2 separate regions of the Sus scrofa genome follow, and region 2 is linked to region 1. Evidence: chromatin contacts called from public promoter capture Hi-C data. All regions are on one chromosome and are shown on one strand. Each heading gives the region's core, a stretch centred on a gene start, on an enhancer-like site or on the middle of the called end of the contact. The rest is flanking DNA. Distances are from core to core; before and after follow the strand shown. Region 1 holds the start of HAT1 (histone acetyltransferase type B catalytic subunit). Region 2 holds the start of DLX2 (homeobox protein DLX-2).

The links. Promoter capture Hi-C pulls out the DNA fragments that hold promoters and counts their contacts.
Region 2: a contact with region 1 is called in a promoter capture Hi-C map of liver, with 2.8 times the contacts expected there. The contact joins the promoter of DLX2 here to the promoter of HAT1 in region 1. A contact is called at or near these places in 1 of 5 promoter capture datasets (liver), 2 of 47 Hi-C or Micro-C datasets (embryonic fibroblasts and heart right ventricle) and 1 of 2 datasets of contacts at active chromatin or transcription factors (alveolar macrophages).

Annotation. Positions count from the first base shown.
Region 1 is chr15:78,020,648-78,023,499 of Sscrofa11.1, forward strand. HAT1 (histone acetyltransferase type B catalytic subunit) reads left to right here and starts at 1,500. Exons shown (of 12, transcript XM_003483674.4): 1 at 1,500-1,601. The coding sequence starts at 1,595. It overlaps SLC25A12 (calcium-binding mitochondrial carrier protein Aralar1), which reads right to left and starts at 1,283. Exons shown (of 18, transcript XM_021075518.1): 1 at 1,153-1,283.
Region 2 is chr15:78,202,851-78,205,702 of Sscrofa11.1, forward strand. It overlaps DLX2 (homeobox protein DLX-2), which reads right to left and starts at 1,414. Exons shown (of 3, transcript XM_003133477.4): 1 at 667-1,414; 2 at 1-171. The coding sequence starts at 1,063.

The DNA.
Region 1 (2,852 bases), core at 250-2,749:
AAAGTCATAAAATCTGTTTCAGATTTGCTGCAGTTAAGACAAATCCCTCCATTTTTGTTTGTTTGTTTGCTTTTTAGGGCCACACCCATGGCATTTGGAAGTTCCAAGGCTAGGGGTCACATTGGAGCTACAGCTGCCAGACCAAGCCACAGCAACATGGGAGTGGAGCCACATCTGCCACCTACACCACAGCTCAGGGCAATGCCGGATCCTTGGCCCACTGAGGGAGGCCAGAGATCAATCCTGAGTCCTCATGGATCCTCATCGGGTTCCTTTCATAATGAGAGCTCACCTCTTGATTTCTTATTTTAAGGATCATAAATGCTTGTCAGCTATTGACTTATCTACAAATAAGTTTTGGAAAAAATGAAGCTTGCCATTTTTGAAATGTGTTTATATAAAAAATTGTTCTCCTTTTTGATCCATAATGTCATTAGCGACACTGATTTCAGTTTTCTTAACATTAAGGTTTAAAGGAAAAGGATCTGTGCATTCTCAGTATCTTTTCTGATCTTTATCTTCAGGAGGGCTGGCTCCATGTAGTCAAATGCTGAGCTGAGCATCCTGAGAGCTGGGCTCTGGTGCAAGCTGTATATTGAGTGTGAATTTGGGTAGTTTCTCTTTTCTGGGCTTTAGTTTCCTCATCATTAAAATGAGGGAGTGCATTAGTTCTAGATTATCATCCCAAGGGTCCACTTTAGTTATAGTATATCATTATAAAACCTATTAACCAATATTCTTGAGACAAGGCATTTTGTACACAGACAACATTGTGGGAGTATTTTTGGATACCTAAACAGTGTTTTATTCCCTGGGTCAAATATTTTCAGCAGTTACTAAATACTAACGAATCGTATGGTCCAAATCAGGCAGCATCCTGTGATGTGGTTTAGGCCACGAGGACTCGAAACATGGAGAACCAGAACAGGTAACCTGAGATATTATTAGGTAGCAATTTCGGTGCACTAAACTGTTGCCTAATAATCTTAAAAAGTGAAAGACAAGTACCTAAATATCACCCTGTGTACATACTGTTAAAAGAACATGAGAGAAAAGAAAAACGATGTTAAATAAGTATTTCTGGCAAAAACAGGAATACACAAAACAACTGAAAATTTCTCCCACAAGTAAAACTCAATCCCTATATTTTACCTGTAAAACTAGGGCTCAGGTGCTGTGATCTACTGTCCAGGCCAAAGGGAAAGTTTTTCTACCAGTCTCCAAAACATCATTAGGGAGGAACAGAAAACAGCCATAAGGTATGTATATTACTCAAATCAACACCAAAGAAACTCCTCGAGCCGCGAGCGCCTCAGCAGAGAACGTCCCTTTGCAGCCCCCGCCCCCAATTCAGGCCTGCAAATGGGCTGGTGGAGCTCGCGGTGGCTAGGCAACCGTCGGAGCCTCCCCGGCGGCGTTAGCCCCGCCTCTCGAGGGGCTTCCGCCCTGCCGCGCCTCAAACGTCCTCCTCTCATTGGCCAGCGACCTGCCAAGGGTGGGCGGGGGAAATGCGTCAGTAAGTGCGCTCACTTCCGGCCAGGGAGCGCGCGGGTTGATTCGTCCTACCTCGGCCGCGGGTGCTCGCAGCTCGGAAATGGCGGGTAAGTTCCCGGGAAAAGTTTACCAAGGGGAGGGGGAGGGCAGGTTTGGGAAAGAACGCCGAGACGGTGGTGACAGTGCCCGCCTGGAACTTTCGGGCTCTAGCCTGGGTTCTAGAAGGCCTGTTTTAGCCTTGAAGCGCGGAACTCTTAGCCTAGCTCCTTGTCTCCGAGGTTCGTGCCCCCGCCCCCAACGGCTCTGGGTTTTGCGCCTTCTGGGGGGAATTCGGCGCCTGCGGGGGCCAAAAAGGCCTGGAGGAAGCGTCGCGATTGAGCTTGTAAGGTGCCAGATGCCTGGAGGCCTGTTTTTCTTCTTGTTCCCCTTGCCCATTGCTGCCTCTGCTACTGGTCTGGTTCTGTTCCCGCCAGCTGACTTTAATGCTCAGACCCTCTTTTTCCAGTTCTCCCTCCACCTTCCGCTACAGTCAGCTTCTGTGCTACTGCATTGCTGCCTTGCCCTGACTTGAGGCTCTCATTTGAATCTTGATTGTCTCGTTATGGTCTCCTTAATCTCTCACACCTTAGTATTCCTAGGATCTATTTAGATTTCCTTTGAGAAAGGTGATTCTCGCATTCTTCCTTCATCTAAACTTCTCTTTTAGGGTGCGCCTGTTATGATTCTCTTGTGTTTATTCTATAAATTAATAATTCCGTTATTTTTTACGTGTATTAAGACTGTTTTGATGTATTTGCTTTTTCCCCCCAGTTACATATCTTTTCAAGTTAGTTTTTACCCCGTGCCTTCATAGTAGTCTCAGTACACTTTCATGGATGTGCTGGATTGACAGGCATGATGAGCTCTGCAGAAGTTTAAGGAAGGGCTCTTCTACCAGATAGAGACTGTAGGATTTGGGGATATACTGGTGCAGTAACAGAGTTGGGGGGATGTGTATTGCACAGGGTATACCTATTATAAGAATTATGCCTAAATTTGAATCTCAGCCCCGCCATTTGGTAATTGGGTGCCCTTTAAGCAACCGGATCTCTTTCTAAAAGCCTGAGCTTTTGAGTATGAAATGGGGCTGATATAGTAGCTACTTGTCTTATAGAATTATGAGGATTAAACTAATATTTATGACTGGGGTCGGAGAAGAAAACTAATGTGTTGTAGTTCACAGATCTAGTAAGTAAATGGTGGAGCCTGGTTTGAATCAAACAATTGACTCCAAACCGTTTATCTATTTTGCTTCAGGTGTTGCCCATGTTCTGGGTATGTGCTTTTATTCAATTACTGAGGTTTATGGTGTGTCATTG
Region 2 (2,852 bases), core at 164-2,663, 180 kb after region 1:
GGCCCAGAGACGCCGCCAGCTCGGCTCGCTCGGGCAGTGCCAGGTATTGAGTCTTTTGGAAACGCCGCTGAAGAGCTGCCAGCTGGAAACTGGAGTAGATGGTTCGAGGTTTCCGGACTTTCTTTGGCTTCCCGTTTACTATCCGGATTTCAGGCTCGAGGTCCTCTTTCTCTGCAGTGAAGCGGAATCATGAGAACCGCGCGATCAGGGGAGCCCAGGAGTTCCCGCCCGCCAGGAGGGGAGCGTGGAACCTGGCCTAAGCTGGGAGGCGGGTTCTTGGGGACGCTCTGCGGCGCTCAGGCACAACTTCGCCATGGGCGGACCCATGCCGCCACCAAACCAGGGAGCTAGCTCCTCCAGGGAAGGGAGGACGGGAGCAAAAGCGGGAGAAAAGAGCAGCAGGTGGTAAGGAAATGAGGTTACCGAGGCATGCACAGTGCACCCATTCGGCCGCCGAGGCGACCTGGTCCCACAAACTGAGTACCGAGGGACATACCCAGTGATCCTCGGCCGACTGGAAGTTGAGGAGGTAAAGGGCGAGGGGCGAGCGGGGAGCCGGCAGAGTGAAAGGCGAGGGCTCCGGATGGACCCCTGCCCCAATCATTTTTATCCCACCCATCCCAGTAACCAGACCGACTTTGCACCCTAGATGTCAACCACGCATACCAGGTTCGTTGTTGGCCGGGGACGAACTGGTCCCGTAGGGCGCGTAGGAGGTGTAGGCGGCGGTGTAGCCCAGGTCGTAGCCACTCTTGGCTGAATAAGGGACGTTGTTGAGGCCGCTGGCGTGGTACTGGTAGGAACCCATGTGCGCGTAGGGTGAGCCCCCACCGCCGCCTCCGCCGCCCGCTGGGTGTTGCTGGTTGGTGTAATAGCTGCTGTCGGTAGCTGTGGACACCGGGAGGGTGGGCGACTCCTGGGGCTTGTGGAGGCTGCTGCCGTTGCTGCCGCCGGGGCCAGCGCCGCCGCCGCTCGGGGGCTGCTGGTGCTGGTGGTACGTGCTGGAGGCCGTGATCTGGGTCGAGTGCATATCAGCCACCAGACTGTCAAAGACTCCAGTCATCCTGGCCCGGGACGGGAAAGAGCCGGGGTGGCGGGCGCGAGGGGGGTAGTGAGGCGCCTCCTCCGTCTCTCGCAGTCCCCTCCAGCAGCCAATGTAATTACAGTGGGGGAGGGGGGAGGAAAACAAGAAATGTAGCAATGGTCTAGGCAACTCCTCCTCCGGGGGAGGCGATCACCGTGCACTGCTCTGGACAGCTGCCGCGGGCCGCATCCTCTCTCCGCCTCTCGGGCCGCTCGGTCCTTTGCCCCGCGCGGGCTCGGGCAGGGGGCGGGCAGTGGAGGGGGCAGGGGTGGCGGGGCCTGGCCAGGGCTCCGGGAGGTGGGAGCAGGTGAGCTGCCGGGAGCTGCTTTACGATTGTCTGCGGGGCGGGCTCCTGCAGGGTGGGCATTTAACACTCGTCACGTGAGCTCAGGCGACGTCACCTAGCAACAGCCAATCGAAAGCGCCGGGCCGCGAATCTAAGGGCGCCCAGGAACACCCGACGGGGGGGGGGCAGTGTCACTGTGCGGGCGCTGCTGCTGCCTTGGTCTTGGGTGCAGACTGGCGGCTGCTGAATATGACTTACTGGGCGAGGAGTGGAGTGGGGGCGGTGGGGAGTCAGGGTGGCCAGCTTCAGGAGGTCATAAGGCGTGAAGATGGAGACCGGCATTTCGCCTCAGAGGAAGAGGAAATTGGGGTCTCCCATTCCATTCTGCGTACAAGTGCCAACCAATTCCAGTGATTCGTACCTTCATGTCCGAGGTCAGCTTTCCAACATTAATTAAAGGAAAGCAGTGTCGAAAGCCCAGCCAGCTCTAGCTCCGCTTTTCCTCAAAGGGTCTGGTGTTTACTATTTTCAGCCACTCTGCACTCCAGCCAATTGATTTGATTTAAATTATCCATAAACTACGGATAATACCTGCTTCCTAACCGACCCACAGAGATATTAGGACAATTAATTCGATACTATTTAAACTATTTTCCTTGTCGTTTGAGAGAAAAGCTATATAAATTCAAAGGTTGCTCTTATTATTAAGGTTATTGCTAATGATATATTTGAAACCGTTTTCCCTTGTACTTTTCTGACATGCAGAGACTCAGAGTAATTACGTGTATCTGGTGGCTAATTGACAACTGATAAAACGATCCTGAGGATTTCCTCTATAGGAAAGCTAGACTAAACTGACCAGATGGCCTTCAAAGTACATTCTAACTTTATAATTCCACGTTTTTACGAAAAAGGAAATGGGATAATTTTTCAGTGAGAGAGTCATCTCGATGCTACAAAACTTGGTACGTTTACAGAAACAAATAGAAAAGTTTTATCTCTCGCACTTAACCCTGTTTTTACAATTTTTTCACTTTAGGACCATGTTTTGCCCTATCATCGCAATTTCCTCTTTTAAGTCTCAAGTGTCGACCTCCTCTCTATCTCTATTACCTGGTGATTGGGAATCATGGCCCAGAGTGGAAGAACTCTCGACTTTACTGAACTCCGCAGTTCCTGCCTTGTGGCGCCACCTGGTGGAGGTGTTTGTGGTTGCGGCGGGACCAGTAGACGGTTTAATCACGCCTAGGCGCCAGTCTTTGAAACACCCCAAAAGAACAAAATAGTAATTAAAAGCCACAAAATTGTGCTAGTGCGCACCATCTGAAGCACCCCTTTCTAAAGACATAACATTTTGCTGAAAGAACTTGTTACAACAACTGCCTAATGGAAAACAAGTTGATACTTTGAAAAATATCATCTTTGGTTTTCTTCCCCAGAAAAAGCAAGTGTGTAATTAAAACTCCAGCATCCACACAGAAC